Linked DNA regions of Mus musculus: regions 1, 3 and 4 are each linked to region 2. The links are chromatin contacts, called in public Micro-C and promoter capture Hi-C maps. All regions are on one chromosome and are shown on one strand. Each heading gives the region's core, a stretch centred on a gene start, on an enhancer-like site or on the middle of the called end of the contact. The rest is flanking DNA. Distances are from core to core; before and after follow the strand shown.

Evidence for each region. Promoter capture Hi-C pulls out the DNA fragments that hold promoters and counts their contacts. Hi-C and Micro-C count contacts between places; a contact is called where the count stands out from the background. Capture Hi-C pulls out chosen DNA fragments and counts their contacts.
Region 1: a promoter capture Hi-C map of embryonic stem cells shows a contact between it and region 2, with 2.6 times the contacts expected there. The contact joins the enhancer-like site here to the promoter of Atp9a in region 2. A contact is called at or near these places in 3 of 39 promoter capture datasets (cranial neural crest, embryonic stem cells and maxillary cranial neural crest) and 6 of 115 datasets of contacts at active chromatin or transcription factors (embryonic forebrain, embryonic hindbrain, embryonic stem cells and 3 more).
Region 3: a contact with region 2 is called in a Micro-C map of palatal mesenchyme, with 2.5 times the contacts expected there. The contact joins the enhancer-like site here to the promoter of Atp9a in region 2. A contact is called at or near these places in 3 of 484 Hi-C or Micro-C datasets (embryonic stem cells, nephron progenitors and palatal mesenchyme), 5 of 115 datasets of contacts at active chromatin or transcription factors (craniofacial prominence, embryonic forebrain, embryonic hindbrain and 2 more) and 3 of 9 other capture datasets (adipose tissue, liver and pancreatic islet).
Region 4: a promoter capture Hi-C map of pancreatic islet shows a contact between it and region 2. The contact joins the promoter of Zfp64 here to the promoter of Atp9a in region 2. A contact is called at or near these places in 5 of 39 promoter capture datasets (embryonic stem cells, frontonasal cranial neural crest, hippocampal neurons and 2 more), 1 of 484 Hi-C or Micro-C datasets (embryonic stem cells), 4 of 115 datasets of contacts at active chromatin or transcription factors (embryonic stem cells and stem cell-derived neural progenitor cells) and 3 of 9 other capture datasets (adipose tissue, embryonic stem cells and pancreatic islet).

The regions. Positions count from the first base shown.
Region 1 is chr2:168,902,693-168,906,077 of GRCm38.p6, reverse strand. It overlaps a transcript of Zfp64 not described here. Among named protein-coding and RNA genes, the nearest start is that of Gm25214, 22 kb to the right of the region's middle. Within about 2 kb of position 1,932, at least 13 of the 459 cell types and tissues checked have an H3K27ac peak or open chromatin away from gene starts, as enhancers often do.
Region 2 is chr2:168,740,123-168,743,354 of GRCm38.p6, reverse strand. It overlaps Atp9a (ATPase, class II, type 9A), which reads left to right and starts at 1,555. Exons shown (of 28, transcript NM_015731.3): 1 at 1,555-1,673. The coding sequence starts at 1,606.
Region 3 is chr2:168,922,614-168,926,189 of GRCm38.p6, reverse strand. It overlaps Zfp64 (zinc finger protein 64), which reads left to right. Exons shown (of 6, transcript NM_009564.2): 6 at 1-829. The coding sequence ends at 530. Among named protein-coding and RNA genes, the nearest start is that of Zfp64, 31 kb to the left of the region's middle. Within about 2 kb of position 2,264, at least 4 of the 459 cell types and tissues checked have an H3K27ac peak or open chromatin away from gene starts, as enhancers often do. A contact at or near this core is called in palatal mesenchyme, where this site is marked.
Region 4 is chr2:168,954,147-168,957,330 of GRCm38.p6, reverse strand. Zfp64 (zinc finger protein 64) reads left to right here and starts at 1,744. Exons shown (of 6, transcript NM_009564.2): 1 at 1,744-2,212. The coding sequence starts at 2,167. Gm39993 (a long non-coding RNA gene) reads right to left here and starts at 1,248. Exons shown (of 2, transcript XR_867023.3): 1 at 685-1,248.

The DNA.
Region 1 (3,385 bases), core at 683-3,182, 160 kb before region 2:
GTCCATTCAGAAAGAAAGAGAGAGAGAGAGTGTGTCTTTCTGCCCACTAGCTTCTAGTTTAGTGGGTGGAGTGGGCTTGGAGGAGGAAGGCAAGGGGATGTGAGGTGCCCTTGATAGAGCTCTGGATGCAGCCATGCTATTTCTTCAGGACGCCCCTGGTTAGACAGTTACAGAGCATCAAAGAGAGTTGCTAAAACAAAGGAGGGTCTGGGTCTGACTTACTGGAGTGCCCAACATTTTGGCATAGTGGCAGAGTATTTATTGTCTATAAAGTTCACACTCCAGAATCAAAGGCTCAAATTACCAGGGTGTGGGGGAGGGGCATCTCAGAATGTTTTGTCTGGACCAAGTTCATAGCTCTCTCCTGCTGTAGGATAATGGGCCCTGGGATGGACCCACCTCCCCACCCCCACCCCGTCTCTGAAACAGACTCAGTTAACTTCAGCCCAAGCCCTCCCAGCCACTGCCACACTCCTTTGTCCGATGATCTTCTGGCTGACGCGGCTCTAGGGTGGTGGAGCTGAGGGCAAAGAGGGGTGCCCCCCAAATCCCTAAACAGCTACTGCCTGAATTGGTTCATTTACTGCTAACGGAACCAAGTTGAGGAGCAGGCTCTAGGTCAAAAGCTTCCAGAGTTTGGCCAGACAGTTTTGTTTTTTTTTTTCCTTAAGCCTTTAAATATCGTAAAGCTTTGGAAAGAAGGTCTCCACAGTTATCCCAACAAAGCTCAGGACACTCCCTTAGCAAAGCCTCAGGAATCCGGGCCTGGGGAGGAGGGATTGTGATAAACATAAGGATGGATTCTAAGGATGGATGCAGAGTAGTGGAGCCTCTGAATAAAGGAAGGGCTCTCTATTTGCAGAGAGACAAAAGCTCAAAATTAAGGCCTAAGACTGGCTCCTCAGAATAGGGAAAGGTCACCAGGTTGTTAGACAACATCCTCTCCAGCCTTCCGGGTGGACATTTCTTTCTTTGAAGGAAAAAAAAAAAAAAAAGGCCTGTATGTACACCTGCAGGCCAGAAGAGGGCACTAGCTCCCATTACAGATGGTTGTGAGCCACCATGTGGTAGCTGGAAATTGAACTCTGAACCTCTGGAAGAACGGTCAGTGTCCTTAACCACTGAGCCATCTCTCCAGCCCCAGTTCTGCTCTTTCTAGCGCTTTCTGGAAGCTGTGCTTCCTACATTAAATACAACCTGATTGTCTCCTGTACAGTTTTAGAGGCTCAGCCATCTCTGGGACCAAGGCAATTGGTCTCAATCTGTGAATTCCTTCAGTAGAAAATAAGATACCTACAGCACCCCTCCCTCTGCCTGCAGCTCAGGAGCACGCCCCTTCTGATTTCATGAAATGAGCAGATTTAATGATGTTGCCCCAGCATCTGGAGGGGCACAGCCTGACTCCAGAGACTGTCGTCGGTCGCTGGCCAGCTTACCTATGGAGCTACAGCATGGCAATCACAGAGCCTCTGAACCTCTGTTAGTTTCTATTGCTGATGGGCAGGGCGGCAGGGTGCCATAGGAGGGCAAAGCATGAAGGAAGGTCAGCTTTCTCCTCTTAATGAGGAAGATTGCACCTCACCCCAGCAGATGAGGCAGCCGGGCATCCCTGGAAACATGCAGGGGTCGGGTCGTGGGGACACTAACAACTCAAGGCCTGTAAGTGTAGCCAGGGTAGCTGGAGCACTCGTTAGGAGCTGGGGGCGTGCTGCTGCCATCTAGTGGGCAGAAGGAAATTACACTCCCAAATCGGTTGGCCCTGGGTGTTCATTGCACCAAGGGTGACTTAGAGAAGTGGACATTCTGACGGTGTTTACCTGCTTGATAAAAGCATGCTGGGAATCCAGGAAGCTGGAAAAGCCAGGCCCGACCCTTGAGGTAAGAAGATAGAGCTGCTTCCTAGAGTTCACGGCATCTGGTTTGCCTCTTGGCATCTCTTAACTGACAGGATGTAGGAGGGGACAGGGCATGGTGGTGGACTCCTGTAGCCCAGCACTCAGAAACTGAAGTAAGAGACTCAAGAACTCAAGGCTTCAGTTTGGTGGTGGTGGCACACGACTTTCATCCCCGTACTTGGTTGGCTCTCTGAGTTCAAGGCCCCCCTAGTCTACAGAGGACAGCCAGGGCTACACAAAGAATGCTGTCTTTTAGAGAACGAGAGAGAGAGAGAGAGAGAGAGAGAGAGAGAGAGAGAGAGAGAGAGAGAATATGAATGTTAGTTCAAGGCCTCACCTACAATAAGAATGTGAGCTGTTTGATGGTGTCCCACAACTTTCATCCCAGCACTTGGTAGGCAGAGGCAGGTGTATCTCTATAAGTTCAAGGCCAGCCTGGTCTATAGAGCGAGTTTCAGGACAGCCAAGACTATACAGAGAAACCTTGTCTTGAAAAACAAAACCAAAGGAATTTGAGGACAGCCTGCTCTATGTGAGACCCTGCAGTGGGGAATAGAGAGGGCTTAACAAATAAAGTCAGTTGCCACCAAGCTGACCATGCGGTGGTAGAAGAGAGCCGGCTTCCACAGATTGTCCCTTAACCTCCACACACACACCATCACACACACACTCACACAAGAGGGGTCGGTGAGAATAAATGAATGTCATTTTTAAAAATGAGAAAAAGCTAGGAGGTCCTGGGGAGCTTGCAGAATCCCTCCCTCAGGGGACCTGGGCAATGGTGGCCTAATGCTAGAATGCCAAGTAGTTGTGAGACCCTTATTGAGGACCCAACTGCACTTGAACGCTGAAGGCTCTGTATCCGTTACTTTTCTGAAGCTGTGATAATTTACAACCAAGGTAACTTATAGAAAGAAGGGTCCATGGGGGCTTACGATTTCAGAGGAATAAGAGGTCTGTCCTGGCAGGAAAGCCTGGCAGCCAACAGCAGATGTGGTGGCCCGAGCATGAAGCAGGGAGCACACTGCGAATAGCAAATAGCACGTAAGGGCTTTAGTCTCAAACCAGCCTCCAGTGAGCTCTCCTCCAGCAAGGCTACACCACCTAACCCCGCCCCCCAAACACCAACGCCAACCCAAGACCAAGTGTTCTCCACCACAAACCACCACAGCCTCCAACAAGCTGATGTCCTCTTGTGCTTTCTACATTAGAAATTAAAGCTGAAACATTAACTACTCATTTTATAATAACCACAGACCCATCAACTTAATATGACATCTAACTGAGCAATAACTATCTAACAAAGCAAAACCTGATTTGAAACGTAGCCCACGCCGTGGAGCGCCCCCTGCTGGAGAGGACTGGTCAGCAGGTTCCTATACCTACGTCTGCATGTGTCTTCTTGCTTGGGGCTGACACTCCGGCCACGGGTGTGGTTGGAAATGAGAACTCCCGACCATTTTACATTAACAGAGCCCAGACTCTTTTTT
Region 2 (3,232 bases), core at 306-2,805:
GTGTGTGTGTGTGTGTGCGCGCGCGCGCGCGCGAGTGTACGTGTGTCTTGATGCTGCGGACAAAACCTAGGACCTGGCCCTGTTGCACCATTTTAGAAATGAAGAGGAAGAAGTAAGCCAGCCAGCTCAGCTGGTAGAAGAATAGTGTTTTCCCTCAAAAATACTTCTGATGCCTCCTTCCTTGGGGAATGTCTTTGGAATCTCAGTCACTTTTGTTATTTGTTTGGTATCCTTTCTCGATAGAGAAAATACTATAAAAGATAGGGACCCTGGCAGAAAACATCAGCAGAAACTGCCCCTCATAGTTCAGCATCGTTTATGGTAGTTACACGGTGTTACATCTTGAGGGACTTGACATACATACTCATTTTAAAAAAGATTTGTGTATTTTACTTTTTTTTTTTTTTTTTGCATATGTTTGAATCATATGCATGCAATACCAACGATGGCCACAAGAGGGCATCATTTCCCCTGGAGCTGGACTACCGACATTGATCAGCTAGCACAAGGGTGCTGGAAATCGAACCCAGGTCCTCTACAAGTGCAGCTGGTGAACATAACCAATGAACCATCTCTCTAGCCCTCTATATGCTGGTCGATTGATTATTTATTTAGAGACATCGTTTCTCTGTATATCCCTGGCTCATCAAGGCTCTGTAGACCAGGTTGGCCTTGAACTCAGCCTGCCTCTACCTCCCAAGTGCTGAGATCAAAGGCATACACCACCAAACTCAGCTCCTATGTGCTGGTTTTAAGGTTTGTTTTCATTATTCTTTTAAGTAGCATATGCCTGCGTGGGTGTATGCCACGTCAGCGCAGGTGCCCTCTCCGACCCCTTGGGGCTGAAGCTGCAGGTGTGTCAAGCAATGGTGGCTGCTTTTTAAATGCTGAGCTGTTCTCTGGCGCCCAGAGTGTTTTCATTTTCACAATATCCTTTTTGAGATAGAGAGAGACAGACTGACTGATACAGCCTTTGCATGCGATCACTGTGTCTGGGTGAAGGCTGCTGTGACTCTGTTATTATGATTTAGGAATGCAGCTGGAGAGAGGGGTGGGATTGATGCCACAGGGTGTGTGGGGGTCCGAAAACCTGCCCACCTTCTCCCCCCAACCCCGGCCCGAAACTCGGGGGACCCCAGCGCGAGGCGCAGGTTGCAGCAGAGGAGGCAGGCTGTGCGCGCGAGTGGCCGCGGCGTGGAGGTGGGGTGAGCAGGGCGGGGTGAGTGCGCGCCGCTCGGAGCGAGCAGGAGAGAATGCCCGGGGTGGGGTGAGTGCGGCGGGACGCGCGCTCGCGCTCGCGCGCACGGACACGGCGGGGGGCGCGTGGCCGGGGGGAGGCGCGCGTGGGGGGCGCGCGGCGCGGGCGGGGACACTGCGGCGGCCCCGGGCGGCGGGCGGGCGCGCGCGTGGGCGCAGCGCGGAGCGGGGCCCATGGTGCGGCCGTGTCCGTCGGTCGGGCCGCGCGGGCGGCTCCGCGCGTGGCCCGGCGCTCGCGACCTCGCCCCTGCGCTGCGGGCCCGGCCCGCCCGCTGCCGGCGCCTTCTCCCCCTGCCCCGGGGCGGCGCGGAGGCCGCGGGGAGCGCAGGGGGCGCGGCGGGCGGCGACATGACGGACAGCATCCCGCTGCAGCCCGTGCGCCACAAGAAGCGGGTGGACAGTAGGCCGCGCGCGGGGTGAGTGGCCGGGCCGTGGGCAGGGAGGAGGGGACACCTGCCGCGGCCCCCGGGAGTCCGTCCTGGCAGGCGGGGGACCCCGCCAGGGGCTGGGGGCGGGGGCAGGCTCGATCCCCTGGGGACAGAGGTCGAGCTGGAGAGAATGCAGAGTCCCAGGCCGCGCCTCCAGCCGCCAATCGGAGCCCCTGGGGGTGGGACCTGGGAGGTGCGTTTCTAGGGCCGCGCAGGTAAGGCGCTGCGGCTGGGCGGGGCCTGCGGCGCCGTCTCTCCGGTTCCCTGTAGCTCGGCCGTGGGACGCCGGAGCTGGGTGGGGCTGCTGAGCAGGTATCAGTGTAGGAAGGAGAGATGCCAGCTGCCATCTTGTGGGCTCTTTGTGCCTGGCTTCCCCGAGGCCTCAGTTCGGAGGCTCTACTCAATTCTACCGAGTGGGAAACGGAAACGGAAAGCCTGGGGGTGGGGGCGGGGGCGGGAAGGTACTGGAACACGGTTCCCACATTTCCTGCTCCACACTTCCTGCGGGTGGTGTTTGTTGGCTTTTTAAATTGTTTTGGGGTTTGATGGTGCTAGGGACCAAACCCGGTCCTCCAGCCTGTTAACCATTCTACCACTGAGCTACACGCCCCCCCCCCATCCCCCAGAATATAAGTTTTTATGAAGACACTTCGTCAGAGCTCTGTGTGGAACCCTACCCCAACCCCTGCAATAAACACTTTAATTAGTAAGATAAGTAGACTGTAATGTGCCGCGGTTGATTCGTGTCTCCTTGTTAAATGCAGGGACTGTGCCAGGTGATTCTTAGGAAAAACCTGACTTAAACAAGGTCTGCCTAATAGGTGTGCAGGTGTAGGAGTTTACCTGGGGAACTTGAAGCCCACCCCTGACCTCATTTTAGACTATGAAATGAGAATCTGGGGTCTCGACGGTGGCCTCTGTGCTCACAGATTCACCCACCTGCTGAATTTTGAAATGTGAAGAATGGAAATGACCTGTATCCTGATGGTGCCAGCTTGCCCTCCGTGGTCCCGGGCGATCCTTTATGTAGTTACCTGGTATTGGGCGCGGTACACAAACAATGGGGGAGGCACTGCGCGATGCTTGCGGGCTTCTTTGAGGGTTCTGAGGTCCTGTGCAAGGGATGGAGGCTGTGTGTGAGTCTTTGTTTCTTTCCCAGAGTTGGGGGTTGGGCTCAGACAAGAGTTGTGAAACGCTTGGCTGTATCCTCAGCTGCTTCTGCCTTTTATTTAAGTTGGGGGTCTCACTGAAATTCTTCTCCTGGCTCTGAATGTTCTCTGAGCACAGGAGAGACTTACTTGGGACACTCCTGCCTCAGCCACCTTGGTAGATTAGGTGGGATGGCATCCCGTGCCACTTGGCCTAGCCTTTGTGTCTTTCCGAAGGCCCCCTGCTGATTTTAAATGGCGGTCTTGGTTGAGGGCCTGGGTCAGTGCATATCAGAAGAGTGTGAGCATAAGTTAAAGTTTACAGGATAGAATGTGCTTTGACTTTCAGAGGCCTGGAGAGAGGAGAGCAGATAATTTTATATTTAAAAAAAAAAAAAT
Region 3 (3,576 bases), core at 1,015-3,514, 180 kb before region 2:
AGGTGCCTCAGACGAACGCCATAGTCCAAGCGGCCGCAGCTGCCGTCAACATTGTGCCCCCCACCCTGGTAGCCCAGACCCCAGAGGAGATCCCAGGGAACGGCCGGCTACAGATCCTTCGCCAGGTCAGTCTCATTGCCCCTCCTCAGTCCTCCGGGTGTCCCGGCGAAGCAGGTGCCCTGAGTCAGCCAACTGTCCTGCTGACCACCCATGATCAGACGGCAGGGGCCGCCCTGCAGCAGGCTCTGATCCCCACCACCCCGGTTGGGACCCAGGAAGGCACGGGAAACCAGACATTCATTGCCAGTTCGGGCATCACGTGCTCGGACTTGGAAGGCCTTAACGCTCTGATTCAGGAGGGAACGACGGAAGTGACTGTGGTGAGCGATGGGGACCAGAGCATCGCAGTGGCCACCACGGCACCCTCTATCTTCTCTACCCAGCAGGAACTGCCCAAGCAGACTTACTCCATCATCCACGGGGCGGCACACCCCGCCCTGCTCTGTCCCGCTGACTCCATTCCTGATTAGTCTGGAGGGAGGGGTGACAGACAAGACAAACTGCGAGAGGAGTACTGTGAGAGGCTCCTGGTCCCGTATAAATAATTGTATTTTATACAGTTTATGTAATTTTTTAACAGGGTATCAACGTGGAGACCATTCTCCCTCAAGCTCTTGTTGATTGTGTCTTAATGGTTACCAAGGCTGATTCCAATGTGGAGTTGGAATTCACCACAGTAGGACTGAATACATTCGTTTGTTTTTCCATGTTTCGGATTTAATTTTTTTCAACTGGAATAAAGGTGTTTGGGTTTGGGTTTTTCATCGTATAGTTTGTATTGTATAGTTTGTATGTACACAGTGTGTGTGTGTGTGTGTGTGAGAGAGAGAGAGAGAGAGAGAGAGAGACTGTGTGTGTGAGTTGGGGGAGCGAGAGAGACTGTGTGTGTGTGTGAGAGAGAGAGAGAGAGTGACTGTGTGTGTGAGTTGGGGGAGCGAGAGAGACTGTGTGTGTGTGTGTGTGTGTGTGTGTGAGAGAGAGAGAGAGACTGGGTGGGTGTGTAAGAGAGAATGTATGTGTGTGTGAGAGAAAGAGATTGGGTGTGTGGAGGGAGAGAGAGTCTGTGTGAGAGAGACTGAGTGGGTGTGTGTAAGAGAGAATATATGTGTGTGTGTGTGAGAGAGAGATTGGGGGGAGAGACTGTGTGTGTGTGTGTGTGTGTGTGTGTGTGTGTGTGTGTGTGTGTGTGTGTGTGTGTGTATGTCTGTTTGTCTGTGCCTGTGTGGACTACTTATGTCCCTACATGGATCCCTACTATGATGGACCATTTTCTAATGAGTGCTGGAGATGAGCCAAAAGGAACAGTGCCCTCACGCCTGGCTAAAACACACGGAACAGGGCTGGAGAGATGGCTCAGTGATTAAGAGCACTGACTGCTCTTCCAGAGGTTCTGAGTTCAAATCCCAGCCACCACATGGTGGCTCACAACCATCTGTAATGGGATCTGATGCACTCTTCTGGTGTGTCTGAAAACAGCTACAGTGTACTCAAATAAACAAATAAATCTTAAAACACACACACACACACACACACACACTGAATAGAGATACTTTGTTGCACTTCAAAATATGAGTAGAGAGGGTGAAGGATGAAGTTTCTTTTTCATTACGTATGTGCATGCGTGCACATCAGTGCAGGTACCCACAGAGGCTAGAAAGGATGTGAGATGCTCCTGGAGCTGGAGTTACCAGTGATTGGCTTGGGTGCTGGAACATAAACCTGGGCCCTCTGCAAGAGCAGTGCACACACTCTTAACTGATTAACCATCCCTCCTATGCTTTGTTACAGAATCAGGGAGCTTCAGCAGCAGGGGCTTGGGCTCATCTCATAAACACCTCCCTCCTTAGCAGACACCTACAGCCACCCAAACTGCCCTGTCTTTATTTTTGTTTTGGAGACAAAGTCTCTGTAGGCCAGGATGACCTTAGATAAGATCCAGGAGAATCAGCCTTCCTTCCGCCTGCAGGGATTATAGGGTTACAAGCTCGAGTGCCACTTGCCACATCTGGCTCCCACACATTTGAAACTTCGGACTTGAGGATTCTGACGTTTCTGCTTAGATGTTAATAAGATGTTGGATCCTATTAAGACTTGAAGGGGCTTTCTCAGACGTGGTTTCTTACATGTTCATCAAGCTTGGGGTCTAGAGGAGACCTTGCTCAAAAGCAAAAGGAAAAATTCTAACCGTTCCCTTTTGAGTCGGTCGTTAGGTGGCACCAAAGAGCAAGCCAGAATGCCCAAGAATGTGAAACAAAAGTCTAGGAGTGTCTCTCTGGTTTCCAGTGTCTGCCAGGATTGACAGATGAGAGCTGTCCGTTACTATGAACAACAACAAAAAAAATCGTCTTAGAATGTTGTGGGACTGCCTGGTCACGTCTTGGCCACAATGGCCTGCCTTCATTCTTCAGTAACATGAATTTATTTAATGAAAGTAGTCATGCAATCATCTCACTTTTATATGAAGAGATGATTTCTGCTTTGGGTAATAAACTGGGTGAGTCTAAAACAATTGTTCAAAGCTCTGAGGTTGTAGGCTCTGTCAATAAGAGTGCTTGCCTAATGTGCAAGAAGACCTGGGTCCCATCATACACACACACACATACAACCCCCACGGTGCATGCTTGTATTAAAAAAAAAAAAAAAAAAAAAAAAAAAAAAAAACACCTTCCAGTAGTCTGGGACTAAAGGCAGGAGGATCAGAAGTTGAAGGTTAACCCCAAATCTGTAGCAAGTTGAAGGCCAAACAGGGTCACAGAAGGAGGCTGGGGCTAAGGGATCACACTCAGGTCTTACCTTTGGAAAATGTGAAGTTCAAGATCCTGGGATCGCTGCCTTCTGAATCTGTCTCCTTCCTCTGTTTTCTTTTATCCTTTATCTGAGTGCAATTCTTATGATGTCACTGTCTCCACTCTTGGCCAGAAATTCTCTCTTTTCATATGAGCAAGAATAATGACTCGCTTACTTCAAATTGGGTAAAAATCAGAAAGCCCCACAGCATACAAGGTTCGTGGGAATCCGTTTGCCTGCTTGGACCTCCACCTCTGGGCTTCTGTCGTGTCCCTCCCCTGCACGTCCAGCTGCGTTGCTGTTTCTGTTTTAGGAAGCTGTTTAGAGGAGCTGCAATCCGGGGGCTAAAGCTGTGTTCCCTGGTTTTTAAGTAGCTCGAATTTGGGAAGGCATATTTTGTCTCTGCTCTCTAACGTTAATGGTTTGAGTCTGAGGATGTGACCTGGAAAATACATGGCATTTGTAATGACTTATTTTGTGTGTATACAGGTGGTTGTTTTGCTTTCCAAGATGGGGTTTCTCTGCGTAGCTCTGACCAGGCTAGTCTCAAACTCACATGATCGACCTGCCTCTGTCTCCTGAGTGCTTTGCACCACCACCTCCAACTTTACTCAGTTTTATTTTGTATGTGTTCTGACTGCACGCATGTCTGTGCACCATGTGTATGCAGTGCCTGTGGAGACCAGAAGAGGGCGCTGCATTGCCTGGAACTGGAAGCTGTGAGCCACC
Region 4 (3,184 bases), core at 495-2,994, 210 kb before region 2:
AGCCACCTACAAGATGGGGGGGGCCATCTGCCTCTAAATCCGGGACCCAGAGAATCCCAGGTAGGAAATGCACATCGCTGGTAAACTACCATCGCTTCAACCCCAGACACCCAGTGAGCACAATTAATATCAGAGAAAATACATCCCGACTGAGTACCCAACCTCTGGAGATAGGTGAAGGAGGTAATTAAACACTCCTCCAAGGTGTGTTTGACATCTTTGATGTGCCCTCTCCTAAATAATACAAACCTGTCTCCTGCTTCAGATCTGGCCTCAGCCTACTGACTCCTTAATGTCACCCAATGTGGCAGCTTTGGAGATGGCTGGCTGTGGAGACGGCCTCCTGGGACTAGCTCACAACTGCCTCTTATAGCTTCTCCTGTGACCCTGTCAAATAACCCTCCCTCCCCATTCACCAAATTCACTGAGCCTGGGGTCACTCTGACTCCCTTTTTTCATATCATCCTCTTTGGTGTGACAAACTGTCTTATGGCACCTGGGACACGTTCCCTAGACTGCAACAAAACCGTAACCTTGCTACCTCATCTCAGCCCCAGTGCCTGCCCGTTCATATCCCCTCGATTCTTTGTGGCACTCTGGCCTACCACCCTAGTTGGTCAGGAGTTTGCATGCTAATATTTCTCTTCCCCAAGTTGGGGGTGACACACGGAGAAGAGCTCTTACCAATTCCTGTTGCACGCAATAGCTGCCAGACATGATGAAAGGGCAGTTCAAATCTTGCCCCTCCTGGCTGTCATCGAACCCTCTTTTATCAATTTCTTCTCCTCTGGCATTTCTTCAACAACAAACTCAAAAAACTCTCTAATCAAACAACTAATTTACTGTTACGGGACTACGGGCTGCTAGCCACAAAGCCTGAGTCTCATGGTTACGGAGTGTGCCCTGATGGTGAGGATCAGCAATGCCCGAACATGCGACAACCCCGGACAACAGGAAATAGTCCAAATTGCTCTCCGGCCTCAACATCACCCCTTCTTAGTTCCTCCTCTTTTATATTGAACGAAAGGGAGGGATGGTAGTTACTAGACATCTTCCACAACCTACCCAGGGACCCTGAGACGGCAATTACGTCATCAGTAGGAGCCAAGTTGAGCCACATTCCTCCCCTGCGCATGTGCTATAGTCCCTAAAAGGCGGACTTTCTTCCCGCCTCTTTTTGATCAACGCCCTTGCTCACCTCCACCCTTCCCAGAGGCAGCCACTCTAAGCCCCTCCCCAATAAACCTCTCAGAGTCTGACCCTTGGAGTGACTTTGTGGCTTAGATCATAACAGGAAATAAAAAGGGGCTGTGGAACCTTCTGGGTAAGCTCAAGGTTAGAGCTAAGGTCAGTTCTTCAGTGCAGGATTCTCGGGGAAGAGTTGCAAATAGTTGTGAGTCACCTAATGTGGGCGCTGGGATTCGTTGCAAGAGCAGCACAGACTCTTAGCCACTATGCCTTCTTTCCAGTTCACCATCCCCAAGCAATTCTAACAAACCCTCCATGCTGCGTGAAATACTGAAGCCCCCGTGGAGCAGAGCCCCAATGAATTCTCCCATCTACTACACACTAATCTCTTTTTTTTTTTTTTTTAAGTTACTTATATTGTACATGCAGATGCTTGAGTCTGTTTCCACCATGTGAGCTGGCTGGCAGGAAACCAGGCTTGGTGACGTGTGCCCTACCCCTGCTGAGCCATCTCACCGGCTCAACCCAGCAGCAGGGCAAAGGCCCCGCCCCGGTGTTACGCTGCCGGATCTGCCCTAGGGGAGCACCCCGGGATTTGGGGCTCCACTCTCCCAGGCCGGCAGCGCATCCTCCTGGCATCTGCGAAGGAATGAGCGTCTCCAGGAGGGCAAGATGCAAAGGCGCAAGGCGACCACAGAGTCCCTGGCATGCCTGGGATAGGGTGGAGGGATCGGTGTACTCGGGTCTTAGACTCCACGACCTTTCCCGGTTCCTCGGGAGAGCACCGCCTGGGAGTCGGGCTGGGTGCAAGGGGCCAGCGCCCTCTAGGCAGCGGAAGTGGCGCTGGTTGTACATCCGTCCCCGCCTCACAGAGTTGGGAGAAGACTGGCTGGTGCGGGAAATATGCAGGAGAAAAGTCTTTGCATAATGTAGAGCGAGCCGTGGGGCTCCGGGAGCGGCGCCCCAAGGTCTGGGGCCATGAACGCGAGCGTGGAAGGAGACACCTTTTCTGGATCGATGCAAAGTAAGTACTGAACAGACGCAGCTGGGGCCTGGCCCGGACAGAGCCAGCAGGCCCCGGGATCGGGGTGACGGCGCACCTTGCATGCCTGTCCCCGCCAGCCCAGTCGGCGTGTCAGGTCGGGAGCCGCCTGGAACTCTTGCAGTACCCCAGGGGAGGCAAGACCAGGGGAGGCCACGCGGCGAGGAGACTGTCACCACCTCCCCTGCCCCGCCGGGTGGAGTTTGGGGCGCAGAGGAGAGGAGAAAGTGGGGTGATCCAGGCCAACTGGTAGGGAAACTTCTGCTTCAGTGGCTCAGGTTGGAGCATCCCTGAGGGGCTCGCGGACAGGTTTGCAGAGCCATCCTGGCACTCAGGGTAGGGGATGATATGGGTGTGAAAGACCTGGCTGGGGGTGACTTGCAGTGAGTTTGAGGTTCTGCTATTTTCCTGACATCCTATAAGCTATTGCTATCTCCATGTGCCTTTGTTCCCCAAAGTACGGGCCACGGACTGAACCGTGGACCGGCCACCTGGAGCGCATGTGTTCAAAACAGGCTGCTTGGTCCATCCCCTGCAGGTCTCCGAGGGAGGGTGGGGCCGGAATCCCAGGTCTTTCCTTGTGCCTGGAGCCTCAGATGTTTGAAAAGCTGTGGACAAGGTTCGCAAACACCTGAGTCACTTTGCTAACTGCAGATATTATAGCCATTGGCTCCCCAAACTTGCCTGAGTGTCCTCTGAACTCTAAACCCAGTCCCCACCCACCCCATGTGTCTCAGTGTCTTCCAGTGCTGTGGACTTCGGGTTGTGTTTTAAAGAGGGACGACCCCACCAGATGACTTACTCTGGAATGGGAAATCAGTCCCCACATCAGAGAATTTATCTATAAGGATCCTAAGGAGAGATCTGTCTTTGTTTTGTTGTTGTTGTTGTTGTTTGGTTTTGTTTTTTGGTTATTCGACAGGGTTTCTCTGCGAAGCCCTGGCTGTCCTGGAA